Regions from separate parts of the Ovis aries genome. Here region 1 is linked to region 2. The links are chromatin contacts, called in public Hi-C maps. All regions are on one chromosome and are shown on one strand. The core of a region is the stretch at or near the end of the contact, and the rest is flanking DNA. Distances in the headings are between cores, read along the strand shown.

Region 1 (6,736 bases), core at 1,398-3,897, 120 kb before region 2:
CTGCTGCTGCTGCTGCTAAGTCGCTTCAGTTGTGTCCAACTCTGTGTGACCCCACAGATGGCAGCCCACCAGGCTCCGCCGTCCCTGGGATTCTCCAGGCAAGAACACTGGATTGGGTTGCCATTTCCTTCTCCAGTGCATGAAAGTGAAGTCGCTCAGTCGTGTCCAACTCTCAGCGACCCCATGGACTGCAGCCTACCAGGTTCCTCCGTCCATGGGATTTTCCAGGCAAGAGTACTGGAGTGGTGTCTAGTGCAGAGCTATTGTAGCCTTGTGTACAGGCCAACTGGTCACCTGTGGCCCAGGCTGTCTACAGCAGCCAACAGGACAAGGAGCACAGGACAAGCATTCAATAGCCTGGGCCACATAGGGAGGGCAAAGACAGGGCTCCAGGCAAAGTGGCCTCTGCAAGGGTCACTCTACCAAGTGGGGATTAAGGACTAAATGACTACATAAATTTAGTAATTCTCAGGAAATTTTGAGGGTAGAATAAGTTCCCTGAAAGCGAGAGCTACATCAGGAAAGAACTGGTACCCAGTGTACCAACACACTCTCTCTGAGGCCAAGTATGAGAGGGAGGGTGAGGAGGGAGGTGTCTGAAACTCCCTTTGTCCTTACAGGTGATTGTATGGATAAGGGTACAAATGGTGAATTATTTCTTAAAATTCTTGCCTTGGCCTGGCATTTTAGAATCATAAAAGAGCCACGACATTAGACATTCTTTTGACAATTAGAAAATGGTAAACTGAGGGCAGAGTAAACCTTTGATTGCTGGCAATCAAAGCAATGCAGATGAAAACCAGAAATCCATCTTCTGCATCATTCTAGCAAAGAGTCAGGGTCTGGCCAACACCAAGGACCAAGACAACCAGCCCTCACTTCCCACCTTAGGCAGTCCTTTTGGTAAAATGCTAATCACCTGTAGGGTTTGCATGCCTCCCAGGCTGTGACCACCTGGAGACTGGTCACAACCTCCGAAGGGCCACCAGCGTGCCCAGAACACTCACCCTGCAGCGCTACTCTTCCCCCTCACTCATGGATCCTCTGCATACATTACTTCCTTCCCTGGGCTCAAGCCTGACTGTGTTCTCCACAGACCATTAACCTTCTCATTCCTCATCCCAGAGGTCCTCCCTGCCATGCAACCATCACCCCATTTTATTTTCCTCATCTTCTTCTCTGTCATACTTTTATCTGTACATATGTATACTTCCCCCAGTCCCCAGTTGTAAATGCTCTCAAAGGTAGGGCGCTTGCTGCCCTCTTTGAGCCTCCAGGCCTAGGGCAGTACCCAACACAGATCCTCCATCAATACTGGAGGATGCTAAAGTAAAGCCATGTCCAGCCACACTCGGCAAGCAGATATATCACAGAGCAGCCACCCATGGAACTGTGGGGCTATGGCAGAATATGAAACGTTAGAGAGCCATAAAATTTTTCTAGGTAGGGAGAAAATGTGACAAAATACATATGATGATTTTGTTATTTTCTGTAAAAAAAAATTATACGTTGCATGGAAAAAGGAAAGATAAAGGCTGAAAATTAACAGTATGGTAATTAACATATTAACAGTATTTTGGCCACCTGATGCAAAGAACTGACTTTGGAAAAGACCCTGATGCTGGGAAAGATTAAAGGCAAAAGGAGAAGAGGGTGGCAGAGGATGAGATGGTTAGATGGCATCACTGACTCATTGGACATGAATCTGAGCAAACTCAGGGAGATATTGGAGGACAGAGGAGCCTGGAGTGCTGCAGTGCATGGGGTCGACTTAGCAACTGAAATACAAAAATCAGTAGAAGCTGTTTTTTCAAGAAGAAAGAAAGGGAAAAGTAACCGTCAGCCTAGGAAAGTGTGTGGATTGCCTAGGGGTCAATGCCAGGATCAGAATCCAGCTGCCCTGAGTCCCAGCTTGGCCACCCACAGCTGTTGGCTCTTTGCATATCTCCGGATGCCACGCAGGCCGTCCCTGTGACTCTTGATGTGGGACAGTCGGCTAGCCTATCCCCAAGAAAGCATGGGGTCCTCAGTAGCCCTTTGCTTCCTAGGCCTGCCCCTCTCCCTTCTCCAAAACACAGGGTTCTTCTTCAGTGGGGAGGACCTGCTCCAGAGAGGAGAAACGCGGGGCGGGGGGGAAGGAAGGGTTGCAGTTGTCATGGTGGGGAGCTACCGCTGGCATCTGGGGGCAGAGGCCAGTGGCACTAAGAATACAACCCTCCTCGAAGAGAACCTCGCCAGGTGTTTGCAATGGACACTGGATTAAAAGTGCTCCGGGTACAGAGTCAGGGGAGCCGTATAACGAGTCCTCCCTGGAACTGTCCTTCTGTAAAACGGAAGCCCTCCCTGCTCCCCAGTGTCTCACAAAACGAGGACTAACAAGGACGGGGAACCGGGAGAGGGGGCGGCGGGGGGCCGTACAGTGGCCCTTGGTACTGTGGAACAGAGCACGAAACGAACGCAGAGGAGCTCAAACCCAAGTCCCTGAGGAATGGTGGGGCCAGCACGACTGACCAGACAAGAGTCAGGGAAGTGTGGGTGTTTCCTTTATTTCCTCCAAATCTCAGAGCCACAGTCTGTAGGAGCATAGGGTTAACGGTACACCCGTCAGGACCAGGGCTTGCCTGGAACAGATTAGCTCAGGACAGTGCCTGGCCAGCCCCGGGGACCGGGGACCGGGGACCAGGGACCGCGGTCGGTCTCACAGAAGCCCAGAGCCCCTGGCTATCGGGAACGCGGTGCCGGCGCCCAGCCCCAGGACAGGAGGGGTTTTCTGCGATCGATCGGATTCCAGGAACGAACTTGAGTGCTGACCGTGTGGGGAACCCCGGCCCAACCCTCGCGGTCCCCGAAGATCCGGTCGGCACTCTGAGCGCGGATTTCGGTCCCGGTGCACGCTGTGTAAATACCGAACCGGCCCTCCCCGGCTTCTAGCGGTCGCCTCGGGCCTCGCCTAGGGAGAAGCAAAGGCTCGCACCGGAACGCGGGCCCAAACTCGGGAGAGGTGCGCGCGCAGTCAGCACAGGCCAGCACCCGCCGACCCTGCCAAGGCCCCTCCCCGCCCCGCCCCACGCACGGCCCCGCCCCGCTGCACGCAAGGCCGGAAGCGCGCATCCCGGGAGCGTCTTCCTCTGACTAGGAGGGCGGGCGGGGCCCTGAGGCGGCCCGCCCCTCTCCGCCCCGGGGTTCCGCGCGGTAGGTCCAGAGCGCGCGCCCGCAGTCCCTGTATTCTTGATACCGAGTCTTCTAACATCGCTCCTCCTCCCCACTGCTCCTACTCTCCCTTGCGACTCCTCCCCTCCTGCCCACCCAGTGGAGGCGGGGACGCAGCCCCACCTCCCCGCCAGGCCCGAAGAAAAGATTCCGGAGGAGGAGGAGCCGAGAAGGGACTCACAGACCACCGGGTGTCTGCAAGGCTCCGGGAACAGGCTCGGACGGGCACAGACTCAGATCCCGTTTCCACCGTTCACTAACAGTGTGGCCTGCAATAAGTTAAAAGTCATCTTTGGTGGTGATAATGTCATACTGATAGCACTGTTGTGAACATTAAAGAATCTGGAAAAAAAAAAAAACCTAGAGTAGTGCTTCTAAAAAAGCATGTCCTATTTTAGTATCATCATTTAAGATATTATAACCTGAGAGGTTTGCAGTAGATGTTCACAAGGACCAATAATATGCATTAAATGCCTGCCATTCGGTGCTAAGCACTCAGAACTCGATGACGTAAAAACATATGGAGAAATGAAAGAAGGGACAAATTTGCCACTCACAATTCCAAATGGTTTACTAGATAACTCAAGCATGACTTCCCACTCTGAAGGCTGAAACACGGTGGCTCTTTCAGAGTACAGTACAGAAAGGAGTACTTGCCTGCTAAGTCGTGTCCGACTCTTTGTGACCCCATGGACTGTAGCCCACAGGGATCCTCTGTCCATGGGACTTTCCAGGCAAGAATACTGGAAAGGGTTGCCATGCCCTCCTTCCTCCAGGGGATCTTCCCCACCCAGGGATCAAACTCGCATTTTTTAGGTCTCCTGCACTGGCAGGCGGGTTCTTTACCACCAGGGCCACCTGGGAAACCCATGGAAAGGGGATGGGGCTGGCCAACTTTACAGTGAGGAGACCTGACAACACTAACTCAGTCAGCTGATTAAGGTCACCATCAATGGTGATAAGGAATGCTAATTTTACACAGCCTACCCCAGTCCATTCATGGGGGGAAAAAAAAAAAAATCAGACAACAGTTAAGGTACATTTGACAAAATATCTTGCTGCTCCTCAAGGTTGTCACAAGGTCACCAAAAACAAAGTCTGAGACCCTGTCACAATGAAGAGCCTAAGGAAACATGACAGCTAAATGTAACGTAGTAGAACAAAAAATGTAATGTGCTAGATGTAAACAGCTAAATGTAACGTGCTAGAGCAAAAAAAGTGCACCAAGTAAAAACTAAACAAATACAGTATGGATTTGGCTTTTTAAAAAGTGGTTTAATCAAGATCAAATGTATTTCTTCCTTGGGCTTTTTTTTTTTTTAAGTTTAAATTTCTATTTCTAAGCCTGCTCTATCAAAGAATGTCTTTTTTGTAATTATGAAATTCAGGCATCAGCATCAACATAACTTGCACTTTGGCAACACATGTTCCTTTAGAGAAAGAAATGGAATTAACTTGCAATGGGCAAAATACTTCTAAATTTTGGTTATTTGACTAAGCTCTTTAGTAGCTGTTTCAATTGGCATTAAACCTCAGTAAAATGGATGTTCTTACAAAGAATTTAAAGCCACAACATCTTTATACTAAAAGAATAAAGATTTTTATTAAGCATTGTAAGTTGCATTCAATAGCCTTCAGATACACCACACCACAACCCATCTACAATCAGTCAAACCCAACAGCAGTTCATTCTTGCACAATCCATGAGTTAGGGCAAAACTCCCTTCAACTTACAGTAAGATCCTACTCAGGTCTTGCGGGCAGGGATTGGGGAATTACATCTCATTTCTGATCACTAATGTGTGATGAAGAGCATCAGGAGAATTATATGAAAACGAATAAGAAGTGATTCTGATTTCAAAGTACATTGTTTGGAAACATTAACAAAAACATCAAAATGATATAAGTATACCTGCTTCTACTAAATTCTTGATGGGAAAGTTCTCAAGAACAAGCAATTTGTTTCCTGCTACAGAAGGGGGGGTTGTTTTTTTTTTTGTTTTTTCTTTTAAAGATCAAAGGGATTTTTTTTTGTTTTTCACAGAATTTCATATTTTGCTAATATGAAGGCATAAAACAGCAACAAAGAACAATAATGCATACAGCAGTGAATACACCAGGGTAATGTTGATATTTGAAACAGCTAGATAATTTGGGGGGTTTTAGAATAAATGCAACAGAGGTCAATAATCACAAAATTTTAAGGTTAGAGCAAGATCAGTCAATGACTAAACAGAGTTAACATCTTTTATAGGACTATTACTGATTATTAGCATTTTTGTTTTGCAAATGGGCACATACTGGTAAGAATGGAAGAAAGGACAATAACATGCATAATATTAACTACACACTTTAAAAATTATGAACCATGCAGAAGTTTAGCTCAAGTAAGTAGCACTAATGGTCTACATCCGATTCAAAACCACATAGTTCATTGATCACAGATGCATGGTATTAAGTCACGAAAAGTTTCAGAACACATTGTGTTGATTTTGAAAGGTCATTTGCATCTTCTATGATTTCAACTTTATCTCCATTTAACTTGCTTGTAAAGTATGTATGATGTACTGTATATTTAAAATCAGCAGAACGGCAATATTACTCTATAATTTTTTGTTCTGATAGTTGCACTTTTTTTCTTAACACAAAAGAACCACATCAACAGTGATGAATTTTAAGTAAGAAAGAAAAACTGTGGTTGTGCCTTATTTCTTTCATAATCATAAAATCAAAGCCTTAGACAAAGCTTTCTTGTGAACAGTAATGCAAAATCAAAGATAATGGCATACATATGGTGCCAAATGCTAAAAATGATATTTTAAGCTATATATACTTAAAGACTGCCAAAATTTGTTTTCTTTATAGTTCAAGAAACACAACTATAGGCTTTTGTCATTAACCAGTTTAAACTTTGTGTGTACTTCATTTTAAGTGTGGGAGTCAAATGCTCTTCATTTTCTTTCTCTCTTTTTGTTTTATTGTAGCATTTTGACTACAACTGGTTAAAACTAAAAATGTGTTGTTTAAATCTCTGATATCAAAGAGGGATCCGAATTTCCAAAGTCCTCATTTTTCTCTTACGGAAAGGAAAAAATGTACATAACTGTAGGCTCTCTTTCTCTCCAGATATTCCTAAATCCTTACCCTTCCAGCATCCTTCACCCTCTATAAAAAATAAGTTTACTCTTCTTTCTTTAAGACAGCTGCCTCCAGAGCATCAGCTCTACGGCAAGCACTGTCTGTACTTAGTGCATTTAAGTGAGGATTTGTATTGCACGTCTTAGAGTCATTGTTCAAGGCACTTTCCGAGTGGCTGGGGGCCCTGGTGTCGCCCGCGCTCCCGTTCATCTGGGGAGCCGGCTTCTCCTCAGCCACCGCTCCGTTTTCAGCCAGGGACCCGTCTGAAGACATAGCGGAGGATTTAGATTCCCCGGATCTCGACTTCAGTTCTTTGGCCACTTCTTCTGCTGAAGCAGCATAGGGAGGCTTGCCCTATTAAAAATGAAAGACAGCAAGCAATAAGGCA
Region 2 (6,871 bases), core at 937-3,436:
AATTACACTGTCTTACTTCTCAGAGAGCCCAGGCTCCAGGGCAGAAAATGCCAGCAGCAGTCCCTTGCTCTCACCCGATCTTCCCCAGGGACGCAGGCTAGGTCTCTGCCATATTCACAGACCAATCGCAGCTCTTCCAGCAGCCTCGACCCGCAGACTTAGAAACCCTGTCACCAATTGCATTAGGATCTGGGTGGGACTTCCGCTATCACTTTAGGCTTAACCACCACCATCTCAGCACAGGCAAGAGCAGTCAGGAAGTTCGAATTTCACAAACTTTGGGATCAAGCACAGTTCAAGCAGAAATAAAGGAATAACAAAGACACTGGAAGGCAGAGTGGCCAAACTCAGAAAAATAAAACAGCCTCCCCCTAAGAACTGTAAAAGAACAATGAAAAACGAGGCAATCAAAACTCAAGTCAAGGGTCACTGGTTTGCATCTTATCTCTACCCTGGCTACTAGGTCCTGAAGCACTCCTTGGCCTGAGTTCAGGGAGGAGCCCTCTGCCAAAAGGAGAGCAGAATGCTGGACAGCCAAAGCTCTGATTACCTGAGTGCACAGCCCAAAGTGGTGGAGTTCTTACTGTGCAGAGAGAAATAAATCCTGGAAACTAATTCACTGACTTTGCCTGATCCTGGACTACTCTTTTCACATCAGACACACAGAACCAAAGACTTTTTCAAGCAAACTAAATCATAGCACTGACAATATCCCATGATTCTTTGAAACCCAACACACAAAAATCCGACGATTTCTCTAAATACTGTTACCTTACTGGGAACCTGGACCTAGCCCTGCGTTCTCAAGAGAAAGCCAACTCCACAGACCTTGCCCAGGTCGAACCAGGGCGACAGCAGTAGGCAGTGGCTGGAGACCCCTTCCTGTCGCCATCTAGTTCACTTGCTCCCACAAAAAACCTGTTGCTGTTCAAGCCTTCCAAAATCGAAAACCAGCATCTCATAAAAGTTCAGGTTAGTATTATGCCTGCTTCAAAGTGTGGAGGAATACTCGGGATCGCAGCGAGTGCCACTGCACCTTCCAAGCTTGCAGTTATCCGCTGGTCCTACGGTTCTCGGTCGGCCTGGTGCAGCCGAGGTTCCCAGACCCCGGGCACTCGGCAGCCGGCCGGGCTCCAGGCGGCGCGTCCATTTTGCAGCAGGTCAGACCTGGAGGGGAGAGGCGCCTGCGGTCCCCCGCGCCCAGACCCTCAAACCCGACCCAACTCCAACTTCAGACCCTGGCCTGCCCAGACCCAGACCGCAACCGAATTCCAGACTCCGACCCAGGCCTGGCCCCTGGCCCCAAACCCCAAACCCGGACTCAGGCCCAGACCCCTGGCCCATCCCTGGTCCCCCAAACTCCAGTCTAACCCCGACCCACCCTCCCTCAAATTCAAGCGACCGCTTAAATTCACGCAGACCTACGCCCGGCCTCGGTCTCCAACCCCGCCCCCGGCCCACGCGGACCCCAGTCCGCCTGCTCGCCCGGCTGGCCGCACCTTGACGTGGAAGCGGATGAGCGCCAGGCGGATGCAGTGCGCCATGCAGACGGGCGGCAGGAACCAGACCTTGGGCGGCGGGGTGCCCTTGTTCTGGACATGGCTGACGATCTGCTGCGCCGTCTGGCGCTCGTTGCCCTGCCGCTTGACCCACTCGTGCAGCCGCGCCTTCTCAAGCGCGCCGTTGAAGAAGACGAAGAGCTCGATGTTGCCGCCGAAGCAGGCCTTGGCTAGCGCGGCCAGGTAGCCGAGCATGTGGTTCCACTGGCCGCCGCTCACCCAGTCGGTGTAGAAGCCGCCGTAGAGGCGATGCAGGCAGTTGTCGGCGTCCACCAGCAGGCGCAGCGGCGTGTGCGGGGGCCGCTGCCGCCCGCCGCCCACCAGGCTGCCCCGGGCCAGCTTCTGCAGCTCCACCGGCACCACGGCGCTCGGGCAGTGCTTCTCGATGTAGTCCTGGAAGCCCTGCACGCCCATGGCGGCGGCAGCGGCGGGCGCGGGGCGGCGGGGCGGCGGGGCCGGGGGCGGCGGGGCCGTGGCGCGGGCCGGGGCCGGGGCGGCGGGCTCTAGGGGGGGCCGGGCCGAGCCGCGGGCGCGCTCATGGCCGCTGCGGCCGCCATGTGCTGCCGCCTCCCAGGGCCATGGCGGGGAGGGACCTGCGCCGTGCGCCGCTCCAGGCCCAGGCCAAGCTGAGGCGGCCTCGCGCGGGCGGGCGGGCGGGCGGCGGCGGGGCGGGGCGGCGCCAGCTGACGTACGCGGGCCGGCGGAAAGGGCGGAAGAGGCGGTGCTGCGAACTGAGGGGCTGGTAACCAGAAGAGGGGCCGGTTCCCGGCGGCGCAGGACTCGGGCTCCAGCTCCGAACTTCGGTCCCAGCCCTGGCAGAGTCCGCGAGGCCCAGCCCAGGAAAAGGAGCTCTCGGGCCGCTGTGCCTGCGCGAGTTCCCAGGAGACGTCGGGGCGGTAGCTTCATCTCGTCCCCTTCCTGGTCTCCCAGAGCTGGTCACCGAGGACCACATCCCCGGCTCCAGGATCTGGCCACCCCGGGACGGCCTTATCCCCGGAAGCCGGTCAGGCAGCCCTGTCCCCGTCCGCGATCGGAGCCGGTCACCTCAACGAGGCCGCGTTCGGACCTACGGATCTGGTTACCATGAAAGGAGCCTCATCCCGGAAGTCAGTCACCCTAAGGAAGCCCCATCTTCTTCCCGGGTCCCGTTATTCCGAAGAGGCCCTGTTTCGTCCCCAAGGACCGGTCACCCAGAGGAGGCCCTTTCCTGTCCCTGTGCCTGGTCACCCCCGAGAAGGCCTTATTCTCGAGAGCCGGCCACCTGAGGAGTCCCAAGTTCCATCCCCAGGAGCTGGTCACCCTGAGAAGGCCTCAACCCAATCTTGGGATCTCGTCACCTCGAGGAGGCAGCGTACGTTTTGAGAGCCAATCATCTGAGAAGGCCTAATGCCTGGGGTCTGATCACCCCAAAGAGATCCCGTCCTGGTCCCACAGGGCCAGTCATCCCAAGGTGGGACCAGTGCCCCGGCCGAGGCGGCTGCAGAGGGAAAGGTGGTCAGAAACTGAAAGTCGGGATGTATCTAGGGGGAGGAGTGAGCAGAAGTCCCAAACGGAGAAAGGAATCAGTTTCTGCGCTGTGTGCCCAAGTGTAGTTACCGGGTTTTGGAAGTGATCACCGGCTCTCTCAACTTAATTGCATCGGTATCTTTAACTTGGGAAATAACTCTCCAGTTTCGGTTGTTCACAAGGAGTAGGGTGGTAATTCTGAGGAAGTTGGAAAACTGGCAGGTTGACCCCACTGCCTGCTGGGTTTACTGCTTCACTGCTTTTTTTGGCATAAATCTAAAAGCCATGTGAGCAGAACCCTCATTGGCCGTTCCCTTTGAGGTAGCAGATCTCCCTTCAGATAGATCTGACTCAGCCCACTTTTCAAAGTGCTTTCACTGTCTGAAGGAGCTGAAGGCTCTGCTTTTTTGTTTTCACAGTAGTAACATTTCATGGCCCAGACACTGAAATGACAATCTATAGTGTAATATACAAGTAGCCTTAGTGTCAGATATCACCAAAGAAACTTTAAAAACAGTAGCTCTGTTACAGCACGTGAAATGCCTCCTTTCTATTTGGTTCCAACTGTGAAATATCTATCTTTAACTCTCTCTTTCTGGAGACTGTGCAGCCCCTCCTAAGGAAAATGGTTTAAATCCTTCTTGCTCTAGTAGCATCTTTTGAAATGAGGTCCTTTCAGGACTTCTGTCCCAGAGCTCTGCAGTAATTACTTTTTAAATGAGGTTAATACTGCAAATATATTATGCATCATGAAAATGTTTTTTAAAACAGGTTAATGTCTTATAGAATAAAGCATTTATAAACTCAGAACTCTTAGGAGTTTGGAAGTGGTGTTTTTACTTACCTCCAACTCTCCTGTCCTTTTCTTTTCTGGAGAAACCTCTGTAGAGGAGCAGGCCCAGACAGCAGGTACAGAGCAGATGGAGCCTGCACCCATGAGGTTCCAAGAAGCCTCCATACTCTATTGTCCCTAAAAAGGCAAGTTGAGTTTTTTCATTTCTTATAACTTCACCTCAAGTATAGGCCAGTATGATACATACATCAGTAAAATGCTCTTAGTATCTTGATAAATGTGTTTAATTTAAAAAAAAACAGATTTTGGAAGTTAAGCCACTCATATACAAAGTTAGTGATGAAGCCAGGATCATATGTTATTTAGAAATACAGTTAGTCATTTAAAGCCACATTAAATACTGACATCCAAAATATTCAAATGTCCTTCTATAATCTACTGTAGGCTCACGGGTTTAGGAGTAGTAGTTCTAATCAGTCGTTGTAATTGAATGTATAGCACTGTGTTCCATATTTACTCATCTATGTACTGTTTTTGTTTTCTTTTAAATATGCTTGCTTTTAAATACTTTGGTGCCAGTGTCTGGGGTTCTGAGAATTAATTTATTTTCACTTTAAGGCAGTATAAAGGACTAAGGTTATGGAATCAGATTACCAAATCTGTCTGGTCCTACCTCTGGGCCCTTGAGTAAATTACTTAAGCTTTTAAAACCTTGGTTTCTCTCATGTGTACAATGAGGGTGTTAATAGTACTTACCTTCCAGATTTTTATAAGGATTAAATGAGATAATTTGTATGCTTGCAAATTTTCAATAAATGTTGACTTTTATAACTATTACTTCCACGTCCCATAATTGTATCAACTTTATCTTTGAGAACATGTAACAGTTATCTTACTTTTTGAAACTTTAAAATTCATTTTCGTAAGTATAAATTCATTTAGGGTTATTTCCCCTATTTAAGTATATGTTCCCATTTTTTAAAAAAAACTCTCTTATGTTTTGAGTAACATTATTAGTGGCTGGCAAAATGTTTGGCTGACCCATATTTTATATAATCTTCAAATTCAGAAGTTGGTTGAAGCTAAAATTTTTAAGTGTCAAGGTAAAAACAAACATCTGTATTTAAAATTTAATAAAATTATAATATCTTCTTGGATTCACAATATATAGTAACCAGTGTTTGGGGACTTTCCTAGTTCCAACCACCTGTATCTTTGGACTTTTCACTTAGAGCATATGAGAAAACTTGTTATTTCACCAAGAGATTGCCCTGCAAGCAAGAAAATGATCTGAAAAATAAAAGTGCTAAAAAGACATGGTCCTATGCTTTATAAAATTTTAAAAAAAGAAATTCCAGAAAAAGTTATGATTAAGAGACAAAGAGAACTAGCCCATGGTGTGCAAAATTTACCATTATGTGGAAAACCAATGATAGAAATACTTATTTTTAGCTGTTTCACTGTTTCAGCCAATTTAGTTTTGATTAATTCATCTACTGCCCAACGAAGGAAAATATTACTTATTTTACTTACATGATTCTTTCCAAATTAAAGTGTTTTACAGTAGAATGATAACTTTAATTTTAATAGTAAATATTTTAATATTCTGCTTAGTTGAGACTTCTATCCAATAATAAGGGGGCTTCCTTGGTGGCTCAGATGGTAAAGAGTCTGCCTGCAATGCAGAAGACCCAGGTTCGATCCCTGGGTCAGGAAGATCCCCTGGAGAAGGGAATGGCTATCCATTGCAGTATTCTTGCCTGGAGAATTCCATGGACAGAGGAGCTTGGATGGCTACAGTCCATGGGGTCACAAAGAGTTGAACGTGACTGAGCAACTAAGCACAGCACAGCACAGCCAGTAATAAAAGGTTAAGCTTTCAGTGTTTCAAGTAAGGTGATTGAGACCCATGTACTTATTAGCATATATTAGGAGAGCAGCAGGCTGGGGCTAAGCGTGCAATCTGTGACCCTGGAAGAGAGCAAATTAATCTCTGCTTGGGATTTGAATGTGTAATATTTACCTAGCACTAATCTGCTAATTGTCAATTTAAATTACCTGGAAGAGCACATATGTATCTGCAGTTTTGAGGATTTTGTTGTCGTTTTGGCATTCTGGAATTTAAAAACTGCTTTTTGCCTTTAATTATGTGGATTTAATCCTGTTCTCTTCAGAAGTATGAATTCATTTTCTCTTTCAAGTATATGTTGTAGTTTTAAATTGTACATCAATGAGAAAGCATAAGTGAATTTCATTAAGTGCAGATTTCTCAGGCTTTTTGAGAATAAAGGGAGTTTCCAAATGTTTGGCTGACAAACATTTGATACAATCAATTGGTTACCATCTCAGCTGAAGAACTGGTTACCATTGCTGTACTCACTGATTACTAATTTCCCCTTCCCTAACTCAAAACAATCGGGAGTTTTTTGGTGTCCATTCTTTCTAAAATCTGTAAAGAATTGTGTCCCCTCTCCACCACTGGGGAAATGCACAGAGGCCTTCCCAGCACTTCCTGGGTATCCAAGACCTCTTGCTCTCCACATCAGCCATTACTGACATGAGCGACTCAGGCATCAGTCTGCCTTCACTCCCACTCTCACTTCTGGGAGCTGCTAAAGAATAAGTAGACAAACATCCACAGGGATACTTTGGAAGACAACACTCAGCTGGGCATATATTTTCTCATTTGAACAGAAGAACTTTACAGTCATCCCTTACCTACTGCCTTATGGAATCTTAAAGTTTTGTTTATTTTTTAAATTTTTTTTATTTTTTGCCACACTCCACAATATGCAGGATCTTAGTTCACTGACCAGAAATCAAACTCATGCCCCCTGCAATGGAAGTTTGGAGTCCTAACCACTGGACCACCAGGGAGTCCTTCTCTGCCCTCCACAATTTATTTAATAAACTAAATTTTATTTTTAAACTATAAATCAAATGAAAATTTTACTTTTTTAAACCAGGAATTTTCATTCATAAGTACAAAACCATTTTAAATTTTAATTATTTA

What was found. A called contact is a pair of places that touch in the nucleus more often than the background predicts.
Region 1: a Hi-C map of tail adipose tissue shows a contact between it and region 2, with 2.1 times the contacts expected there. The contact joins the enhancer-like site here to the promoter of FAM120A in region 2. A contact is called at or near these places in 4 of 16 Hi-C or Micro-C datasets (liver, mixed tissues and tail adipose tissue).

What each region holds. Positions count from the first base shown.
Region 1 is chr2:28,004,569-28,011,304 of ARS-UI_Ramb_v3.0, forward strand. FAM120A (family with sequence similarity 120 member A) reads right to left here. Exons shown (of 18, transcript XM_015093026.3): 18 at 4,788-6,702. The coding sequence ends at 6,391. Among named protein-coding and RNA genes, the nearest start is that of PHF2, 13 kb to the left of the region's middle. Within about 2 kb of position 2,648, at least 53 of the 54 cell types and tissues checked have an H3K27ac peak or open chromatin away from gene starts, as enhancers often do. A contact at or near this core is called in liver and tail adipose tissue, where this site is marked.
Region 2 is chr2:28,125,407-28,132,277 of ARS-UI_Ramb_v3.0, forward strand. It overlaps FAM120A (family with sequence similarity 120 member A), which reads right to left and starts at 2,187. Exons shown (of 18, transcript XM_015093026.3): 1 at 1,500-2,187. The coding sequence starts at 1,973.